Linked DNA regions of Mus musculus: regions 2 and 3 are each linked to region 1. A link is a contact called in public promoter capture Hi-C data. All regions are on one chromosome and are shown on one strand. The core of a region is the stretch at or near the end of the contact, and the rest is flanking DNA. Distances in the headings are between cores, read along the strand shown. Region 1 holds the start of Psmd8 (proteasome (prosome, macropain) 26S subunit, non-ATPase, 8). Region 2 holds the start of Zfp59 (zinc finger protein 59). Region 3 holds the start of Cd22 (CD22 antigen).

Evidence for each region. Promoter capture Hi-C pulls out the DNA fragments that hold promoters and counts their contacts.
Region 2: a contact with region 1 is called in a promoter capture Hi-C map of liver, with 3 times the contacts expected there. The contact joins the promoter of Zfp59 here to the promoter of Psmd8 in region 1. A contact is called at or near these places in 2 of 39 promoter capture datasets (liver and pre-B cells).
Region 3: a promoter capture Hi-C map of pre-B cells shows a contact between it and region 1, with 3 times the contacts expected there. The contact joins the promoter of Cd22 here to the promoter of Psmd8 in region 1. A contact is called at or near these places in 3 of 39 promoter capture datasets (hippocampal neurons, liver and pre-B cells).

The regions. Positions count from the first base shown.
Region 1 is chr7:29,179,206-29,182,621 of GRCm38.p6, forward strand. It overlaps Psmd8 (proteasome (prosome, macropain) 26S subunit, non-ATPase, 8), which reads right to left and starts at 1,468. Exons shown (of 7, transcript NM_026545.3): 1 at 1,072-1,468; 2 at 1-10. The coding sequence starts at 1,440. Catsperg1 (cation channel sperm associated auxiliary subunit gamma 1) reads right to left here. Exons shown (of 28, transcript NM_001368407.1): 26 at 3,032-3,124; 27 at 2,828-2,927; 28 at 2,327-2,721. The coding sequence ends at 2,467.
Region 2 is chr7:27,836,978-27,840,225 of GRCm38.p6, forward strand. It overlaps Zfp59 (zinc finger protein 59), which reads left to right and starts at 1,607. Exons shown (of 5, transcript NM_011762.3): 1 at 1,607-1,732.
Region 3 is chr7:30,878,642-30,882,240 of GRCm38.p6, forward strand. It overlaps Cd22 (CD22 antigen), which reads right to left and starts at 1,701. Exons shown (of 16, transcript NM_001043317.2): 1 at 1,595-1,701; 2 at 1,288-1,376; 3 at 554-699. It overlaps D7Ertd128e (a long non-coding RNA gene), which reads left to right and starts at 3,312. Exons shown (of 3, transcript XR_881941.3): 1 at 3,312-3,497.

The DNA.
Region 1 (3,416 bases), core at 218-2,717:
GCAGAACCAACTGAGGGGGAAGGAATGAGGACGAGATTTCAAATATAGATTACTTACGTTCTCTGGACTTTTATGTTCCTACTTGGAAAAGCTTGCATGCATCCTAACCCACACAACTGCCATGAATATTAGTGGAGTCAGACCTTGTAAAGCAAACACCAAAGGGCCCAAGAACACGGAGCGTACCAATTGGATTACCTCATCTTACAAATATTAGTAACTCCACTGAGAAACACGAGGCACTTGGTGCCTGACCCAGGGGGATCATGGGGTAGGGAGACGCCCATGACCTCAATTCTTCCTGTTGCTATATTTAGCTTGTTTTAGGTTTCTCTCTTGTTTAAGACAGCATCTCCCCAGGCAGGCCAATCTAGTCTAGAACTGGAGAGCCTGGTGTGAGCCTCTCGAGTGCTAGGATTACAAGTGTGGGACATCGTGTTCAGCCATTATATGCAGGTCTGGGAAGACCTCCACCACAGTGTGCCCGAGAAGGGGTAACAAGGAATGTGGGGCATTCCTTTTCCCTCCCCCCCCAGTCCATCCCAGACACCATTCCTTAGTAAACTTGGGAACCTAACACATATTTTGTTGTTGTTTACTTATTATTATTATATATATATTTTGAGACGAAGTCTATGTAGCCCAGCCTCCTCAAACTCGCTATTGAAGACCAGACTGGCCTTCTATCCGCCTGAGTGTGTTTACAACCGAAACGTGTGCTCTTCTAGGTTCGTTTTTGGCTTCAAACTGTTCCTGTTGCCCCTCTTCACACAGGTGTTTCCTAACCTCTGCTCCCTCACAGCTTACCTGGGCTTTATTTGCCACACATTCCCTCAACGTCCCGTCACCTCAGACTTATTCTTTTCACTATCTCCCCGTTTGTCACTGATCCCACTCCTTCCTGCCTCCCTCCAAGTAACAAAGCTCGAACCATCTCATTCGATTCTGCCAGAACCAATCTTTCCATCATCACTCCCTTAACGACACCTCAGGGCCCGCTCTACCAGCCTCGATCTCCCGTCTGTCACCTTCCCCCAGGCATTAGGCATCTAGGACCCGGCGACCTCTTACCTTCAGGCGGCCCAGTTCTTCTCCACATTTACTAAGGTTCGGGTTCTTCCGGTTCCACTCGTCCTTGAGTTGCTCGTACATGCCGGCCGCTGCCTGCAGGATCCCGACCGAGGTGGCCGCGGGTCCGGAGCTCGAGACGGTGGTCGACCCGTTCACCGTAGCCGCTGTGGCCGCCATCTTCCGTGATGCGGCAAGCCGCCGACCCGACTTACGGCAGCGACGCCGGGCAATGGACTCCCGGCGGAAATGAGGCCGGGAGGTGGAGCCCAAAACTGGAGGCGGAGCTACCACTGCCAGTTTCCGCCCCCCGCGGGAGGAGCGCCGCGGCTCTCCTCGGGGTGTCTTCGCAGCCCGACCCTTAATGAACATGCCGCAGCTCCGCCTCTGCTGTCATTCAAAATGGCGAACGGAAGTCCGTTCGCTCCAACTGAAAACAATGCCCACAATGTCCCGCCCACCTGTAGTCACCATGGCCACCCTCGCTGGCTTCGGCCTGTGGAATGTCCATCTTAAGGGTACCGCCTCTACGTCAAGGGGTGGCGATGTGGAGCCATTTGGAAAACTTGTCAGGTGTCACTACATAGGCAGGCTGAGAGAGGACTAGCAGGTGAGATTTAAGATTAGGCGTTCGTGTTTATCAGAGCATCATTCTTCCACGTTTTTTTCAGACTCTTTAAAAAGATTTATTTATTCATTTTATGTATATAAGTACACTGTGGCTGTCTTCAGACACCCCAGAAGAGGGTATTTGATCCCTTTATGGATGGTTGTGAGCCACCATGTGGTTGCTGGGAATTTTAGTCAGGGCTTCTGGAAGAGCAGTCAGTGCTCTTAACCACTGAGCCATTTCTCTTATTTTCTCTTATTCCATTTTTTTCTTATTTTTGAAATTAAAATAGAATTACAGACCGAGCTTTGTGGTTCACGCTTTTAATCCCAGCACTTGGGATGCAGAGGCAGGCGGATCTCTGAGTTCCAGGCCAGCCTGGCCTACAGGCATGCGTGTGTGTGTGTGTGTGTGTGTGTGTGTGTGTGCGTGCATGTGCCCATGTTGAGGTCAGAGGACAGCTTCACAGAGTCGGCTCTCTCTTTAGATCTCATGAGGCCTGGGGATCAAACCCAGGTTGTCAGGCTTGAGAGCTCCTTTATCTGCTGTGCCATCTTGAAAATAAAAGATTCTGACATCATTCTGACAGTTAACTACAGCTGTGCTGGTACAAACCAAGCGGACGTGAGCCTTTCTGAGGACTCGGGACTGATTCTGCAAGGAGGCTTTATTAGGGTCTGAATGAGACATGAGCATTCTAGCCAACCAGAAAGTCCTGGGGAGGTGGCAGGCTGCATTCCCATGAGGAGAGGCCTAAGGGTTCATGAGGAAGAGTACAGACCAGGGACTCAGGCCACCTTTGCTCTCTTAGCTTGAACATTGTCCTCTTTGGTACCTGGTCTGGAGGGACCCTCAAAACTTCCCTCTGAGCTGTGAGAATGGAGGGTGAAGCCCCCAGAAGAGGAGGAAGATGAATAGGTCTCTGGTGCCATCATGTTGTGAATCTTCCAGCGAAATGAGACCCAGGCCTTCACTATGTGAGGCCACACGAGGCAGAACAGGATGTAGAAGACAACCAGGGCTATAAAGAAGCTGGTAGACACCTGCAAGCCCAGTACAACAGTCACAAGGGGTCGGGGTTGGGGTTGGGGTATAGTAGTAGGTGAACCCCCTGCCCACCCAGTAAGGAAGCCTTTGGCTGCCACTCACCATAACAATGAAGGAGGACCGCTTGCTGCTGAGCGGTAGCCCATGGATGTGCACTATAAAGGTGAGCTTGTAGTCACAGTATGTGCTATTGTCTACACCTCTGGTGAGGGAATGGAGTCCAGGATTGAGTTAAATGTCAAGGGACAATCTCAGCACACTGCATCCCCACCCTCAACATACACCTAGGCTTTATGCCTGGCTTACCTATTGCTCACTAACAACTTGAAGAAGAACTCAGGTGGGTAGATGCTTTGGGGGATGATGTCATAGCAAGGGGAGTTCTCCAAGCACAGCCACCTACAAGTCCAAAAGTAGACAGCTGTAGCACCTACAGTCCAGGGGAAACACTAATTTCTCCAATCTGCCTGCTGCTTGGTGACTATGGTGCTTCAGACTGAACTTGGGGCCTCATGAGAGTTAGGCAAGCATTCTACTGCTGGGCCAAGACTCAACTCATTGCAGTACTGCAGGCAAGCACCCTCCAACAGAGCCACACCTCCAGTCTCTAGTCTCAGAGAGTAAGGCTGTCTGAGCACCAGCCATCAAGCAGTCTGGCTGCTCAGTTGCTACCTGCTGCCTCCACCTGCCA
Region 2 (3,248 bases), core at 357-2,856, 1.3 Mb before region 1:
ACACAGAGCAGGAGACAGAGGCAGAAAGAGCTGAGAGCTGAGACTGGGGATGTGGCCTGCAGCACCCCAGGAAGAATTCAAGTGACTGTAGCTAAGGAAACACTTATGGTGGACATTAATCTCTAGTTACGTATTCAGCGCCCCATGGCTCCTGTGGAGAAAACAGAGGGCAATTAACTGATTTTACTTCCATGAAGGATAAGGGGTAGCACTAAGAAAAGAACTGTGACACAGGAAAGATGGAGCAGACCGACCAGAATCACACTGTGGAGAGAAAGGAGGACGGAACACATTGGATGACAGAAGGCTAAGCATCTTTATAAATGATCCAAAAGCCGGTGAAACAAAACCCAAGCTTTGCAGAAGCAGTCACTTGGGTCTGTCTGGAGACTCCTTGCCTACCTCAGTAATCTGCTCGTGGGATAACTCAAAATAGATGGAGTCTTTAATATTTAAAAGTGCAATACAAAATATATGAAGTAATAGATGCCCCGCCAAGAAAAAAGGATAAAAGAGAAAGCTTTCCACAGCAACATCTTCAGGTAATGAGCGTTTCTCCCACAGGTGAGCGTACAGGAACAGTTCCCTTTCCAGATCCCCTCGTGTCATTAGAGCTTAAGTGTCTCCATTTTTATTGACTTCACTCAGAGTTGAGATGCTGTCCAAATCAGCTATGCTCTGTTGCTCTTGGAGGGTGTTGTTCTATCAGTTTTTTAAATTGACAACATTTGAATGTGTTGATTGATTTTGCTATCATTCCCTATTGTTCTAGCGGGACTTCCCCCCTCTTCATGTTTAAAGGTGTGCTATTTGAGTATACTCTGAGTTAATTTTGTTTATGTATTTATGTACTTATTTGTTTGAGACATTTGGGGTATCCTCTGAATTTTAGTTTATTTAGTCCTTTCAAGACAGTAGGAGTGTATTCTGAGTTTATTTTTAATTAATTTTTTTCAGACACCTCCTCTGCCTCCTTAGGGCGGTGACTAAAGGCATGTGCCACCATAATCTGAGTGTATTTTAGTTCTTAGACAGGGTTTCACTGGGTAGTCCTCGGTGGTCTCTTCTCACAGACATGCAGCTGGCTGTGCCTCCCCATCGCTGGGATAAAAGCCATTGCTACCACGCCCATGTTTACTGTCACTTGATGACTTGGCCTCTTTATTAATCTACCTCCATTTTATAATCGACCTGAGTTTTCTTTTGATCATGCGAAGATGGTTACTTTGAATCTGCTAGAGTATTTATCTTTAATATATTTTCTGTAGTTAACACATAGCTGGGTCTGACTTTTCAAATCTAAATGTGGCAAATTTTGGCGTTTAGACGATTTACAGTACTTTTAATGCGATTAGTTTTATTAAGAGGCTCGTCTAGCCTGCCTAACGGACACAGTTCTGTTGGTACATAGCGATACGGTCCTCAGTCACATTTTCTATCTAAAGCAGGGAATTCAGACTCCTCCGTCTTCTCTACAGGAGAAAGAAAATCAGTTACGCGGAGAACCGGAAGTACCTTTTGCTCAAAGGAGGGCGCCTCCCCTTTAAGCGCGCACCCACGTGGGCACTCCCACAAGCCACTGGACTCGGTTTTCTGATGGGCTGGCCCGAGTTGCACGCCGGGATCTCCGGGACGCTCCAGGCTTCTCCAGGGCTTTGCTTGTGACAACTGTGTTTTCCGGGACCACCGCGCCGGAAGTAGCGCATAGGCTTTTGGTTTATGTCTCCCCAGAGTAAGACCGGAGCCAGCGGGCTGGGAGGGGTGTGTACAGGCGGTGGGGTGGCTGTATGGTGTGTGTGTGTGTGTGTGTGTGTGTCTTTGAGTCTAACTGTATACACACCTTGAGCTCTCTGCATAATCTGTGTCTCTGTGCTTGTCGCTGTCTGCTCCTGCTTTCTCTCAGGGACACAGGGACTAAAGCAGAGGACCAAGCTTCAGTAAGGGGAGGTCAGGTGCGGGGTCTGAAGGGAAGCTTTCCCCGAGGCTCAGACTTGAGCTTAGGGCTATAATTTAAGGACGGGGGTGTCGTCTTGGAGGGAGGGTACTTGTTGAGTCCCCTGACTTTCTCAGAGCTGCAGCCATTGAGCATGCTCTCAGATATGGTCTGCGATCTCATGCTTACTCAGGCTTCCCTAGGTGGCCATTCCAAAGGAGGGCTGGAGAGGGATGTGGATTCAAGAATGAGTTTTCTGTTTCTGTTTGAAAAATGAGGTTTTAGTTTTAGAATATGGAATGGAAGTGAGGGAAGGAGGAACAGGCGAATTGATACCTCCACCATTGTGTCCCTTACATTGTCCCTGCCCTTTCCACTTAGTTTCAATGATCCGTGGCGTCTTCTCCCACAATCTCTACCTTTTCCTGAGATGTTGTAACTAGGAATTTCTAGAGGGTAGCGTTAGGGCTCTCAACTAAATCAATTTGTATCTTGATGGTGTCACACCTCAGATGGCCTTTGATCTTTACAGGCCTTCATTCGAAGCAAGGGAAGAATGTAGGCGATAGATGGTCTGGTCACCAGGGAGGATTTGGGGAGTGGGAAAGTAATAGCACTGAATTTGGCATCCTTGAGGACTAGGTATTTTGTGTGTGTGTGTGTGTGTGTGTGTGTGTGTGTGTGTGTAAAATGGGTAATGTTGGCCAGATGCAGATGAGCAATGCCATGTTTAAATATAGGGATGTGGATCTGTGGTATCCCGTTGGAGTCTTGGTTCTGTCCCCTCAGGCTCTCCAGGCCTGTCAGGAACCTTAGGATGCCTGTGGTGAAGTCTGTTAGCGCAGTGCCGCCATATCCTAAGGGCCTGGTGTGCTTTAGTTGTTGCTCTGTGAGGTCATTTTGGGTTCCTTACCTGGTTATTGCCGCTGGGACAGGGCCAGGGGATGTGGGCCACAAGCGTGGATGGCTGCTCCGGACCTAAGGCTGGTTTGTATAATCATGTACATTCCCTCTTTTAAGGAAAGTCCCCCCCTCTTAATGATAATGTCTCCGTGATAATCAAAGACAGCATGAGTCAAGGTGTGGCTAATGTCTCCACAAAATGGGACCTTCAGAACAGCACTTAAGGCTGTGGGAAAGAACTCTAAAAACATGGATTCAAAAACAAATAATTTCTCAAATAATGAGGATGCGGTATGAATTATATGAGGGGGCTTCAGGAAGAGCCAAGGCAGCTACAGTAGGAGCCAACTTGTCAGGAAACCACTAAGGGAGGAGGTAACGGGGATTAGGGAGTGGCAATTGTAGGAGATCC
Region 3 (3,599 bases), core at 451-2,950, 1.7 Mb after region 1:
ATGTTGTCCGATCACCCACTGTCTGACCATAAGGAAGAAGCCAGATTGTCATGAGAAATGTCTTGCTTTAGAAGCAATACATAGGACCAGCCATAGTGGTATATACCTAAAAATCCCAGAATTTTGGAGCCTGGATCTATGAATACAAGCTTGAAGCTAGTCTGGCTTACCAAGTCATTATGAGTAGTATTAAATAAGTAGTAGCATACAGCTCTAGCCTGACGGATCAATTTAAGGGCAACTAATTTACAACTCTTATCTCTCTCTCTCTCTCTCTCTCTCTCTCTCTCTCTCTCTCTCTCTCTGTCTCTCTCTCTCTCTCTCTCTCTCTCTCTCCAACAAGCTTGGCCTCCACCATCCTACACTTTATGTAGAGTTAAATTTAACAATTTAACTCTATTCATGTGGCTGTGATCTCTGTGTGAGTCCCCAGGGATCTTGCAGGATGTGCCAACAGAGTGTGTCTCCGGTGTCCGAGAGCAGAGCTGTGTCCCTTCGCTTCCCTTCCCTTCCACCCACCCAAGGTTTCCCATACCTTGCACAGCATCCTCACCTCCCTCTCTCTCCTGCTATTTCTCTCCCAGGCCGCAGGGCACAGGTAGTAAGGACTTCTGGGTGACCAGGAACAGGTGTAGGGAAAGCCAGTTCAGTTGCTGAGCGTGGGCTGGGTTCTGCCTCCACGGTTGGGGGTGGTGTGGCCTGGGTGTATATAAGAGGTTTGTGGGCTGAGGCTGGAGCAGATCATCTGAGGAAGAGCTTATCTTAGTTTCCCAGGTACAGGGAATGCACCACATAGAGATGTCTTCAAAGTCACAGCCACTTGGGAAAAGCAGAGCTCAACAGGAGGCTTCACTGCAGGACTTCTTAAGTTGTCTAAAGAGCTTAGACAGGCAGTGGCCATGCTTCTTTGGCCACGAGCTCTATTTTAATCTTTTCCAATGAAAGCGTTGCAGGGTTGCAAGCTCTGTTCTGGAGGACACACTTTAACACACCGGTGGGGTTGCTATAACAAGGGCTGTGGTGACAATCAGCCTCTGGGTGCTGGACCACCCTGTTTGTCCGGCAGCCCCTCCAGCCACATCCTTAGCAGAGCCTGGCTGGAGAACTCAAGCTTGAGCAGGAAGCAGGCAGTTCCAGAGTGAAGCTCTGAACCCCAGGAATTTACAGCATGAGAAGCAGGGACCTGAGCCTGGGGCCCGGACGGGTGAAGAGGTAGAGCAGGGTGCAGCAGCAACAGTTACTAAGTCCAGAAGCTTAGAACAGGGCCAAGAACTGTGATCTGCTCACCTTCTGAGAGCCTCAAGGTTAGCTTCCTGGTCCCATCATTTCCTCCCTGGCACTCAAAAGCTTCTTCTACCTCAGAAGACCCAGAAAGCCTGGAAAGGGGACACTGAACGACAGGGATGGGGAGAACAGGGTAGGGATGAGGGGTTGGGGTTGGGGGTTTAGGCGTTGGAGGGTGAGGTTTGTCTGTGCCTATTGTAAAGTAGATGAAAAAACACAGCAGGCCCTCGAGGCCAGCACACAGAGGCCACTCCATATCCACTCCATATTTACTTGTCGAGAACAAGAGAAAAGATTGAAATGGTTTTACCTGTTTCCTCCTGTGTTCGATCTTCAGGATCCCTAGCAGGATCTGAGAGTAAGAAAACTAAGAAAAGTCTCACACGCTTGGCCACGCCCCCTTCCTCTCTGGGCCTCTGCGAGAGACCAGCAGATATGGTGTGGATGAGAGGCCGTGGTGGAGAACACAAGTTTGGGGTCAGATTGATTCTCTGCAGTCACGTGTTGGCTTGGGTGTCTTCCATGTCTGATGAATTTCCATGCTGCTTTGTCCAGGCTCCCTAGAGCCAGACAACACACAAATACATACCTGAACACACAATAATCAAACACACACACACACACACACACACACACACATATATACTCATGCACCTGGGCGCCATCACAAATAAGTAATAATGAAGTAAAAGACTTCCCATTCAGGAACCCTTCTTCCCAGAGCTAGAGCTCCCAGCTGGCTGGGGAAGGAACAGGTCTTCTTGAAGGTGGCTTTCGCTTGCTGATACATCTTATTGCTAGCAATCACACCGAAGGCAGGAGCAGAGTGATCTAGCACTGACATGAATACCTTAGCAGCTCCACGGGCGAGGGGAGGACCAGAGCTCTGGGGAAGAAAGATTTGCTGAATGGGAACTCTTTACTCCCTTTTTATTTATATGTGATCGTGTCAAGACGCATGAGTGTGTGTGTGTATGTGTGTGTGTTGTGTGTTTGAGCATTGTGTGTGTTCAAGTGTATATTTGTATGTGTGTGTTTGTGTGTCAGGTGAGTGTTATGTTTGTGTATATGTGTGTGTTGTGTGTGTGTTTGTATATTTGAGTGTTGTGCATGTTTGTGTGTTTGTGTTGTATGTTTTTGAGTGTTGTGTGTGTTTGTGTGTGTTATGCATATGTGGTGTGTGTGTACATGTGTATGTGTGTGGTGTGTGTAGTATGCCTGTGGTGTCTGTGGTGTGTATTTGTGAGTGTATATGTATATGGTATGTGTGTGGCATGTGAGAGTATGTGTTTGTATATTATGTGTATTTGAGTGTTGTATATGTTTGTGTTGTATGTTTTTGTGTATGGTGTCTGTATTTGTGTATGAGTTGTGTGTGTTTGTGTTGTATTGTGTGTGAGTGTGTGTGTTGTGTACATGTATATGTATGTGGTGTGTGTATATATGTGTAGTGTGTGTGTGTGTGTGTGTGTGTGTAGAGATCAGAGGACAACCTGTGGAACGCTCTCCTTCCACATTTATGTGGGTTCCAGGGGTCAAACTTAGGTTGTCAAGCTTGCCCACAACCACTTTTACCCACTGAACCATCTGGCAGCCCTGCAAATGGGAAAGTCTTGAGATTGAAACTGAGTCACTTGCTAGGCAGCAGCCAGCAGAGAGATGCAAATTCTACAGATGGCAGGGAACATGAGGGCAGAGCTGACCTCAGCTCTACAGGCCCAGGGAATGTGCTGCACAAAAATGTCTTCAAGGTCATGGCTGGTCAGGAAAAACTGAGTGCAGACGTGCAGGGGCCACTCATGGCTGGGAGGAAAACTGAACCGCCAAGAGGCAGGAAACTCCTTTGCAAAGTATATGTGACCGTGAAGATGGATTCTGTAGCTTAAGAGCCTAGGATCTGGTGGGGTCTCCCACTGAGATAGGTAGAGGTCAGTGAGCTCCAAAATGTATAGGGGACACATGACATCCCACCTGGTTCTCTATTAACTGAGAGCTAAGGATAATGGTTTAGGGAGGGGAAAGTCTGGGATAAACATTCCGGGGGATTTGGATGAAGTCTGGCTCTACAGATAGCAAAGGTCACCGGCTTATTAATAATATCTACTCCTAACTTTCTGGGTAGAAAACAGAGGAGACACCCCTGTATTTACAACATTCCTGTTTTCTCCAGTGTTATCTGTGAAGACGGAATGGCGTGTCCCCTCTACACAATAGTAAGTAGGCTTTACTGTAGTCCTTCTGAAGCTGGCTAAAGAGCTCTATGTTACTAGACATGGGAGTAGCCTGAGGGTAGCTAGAAACACACAGCATCAGAA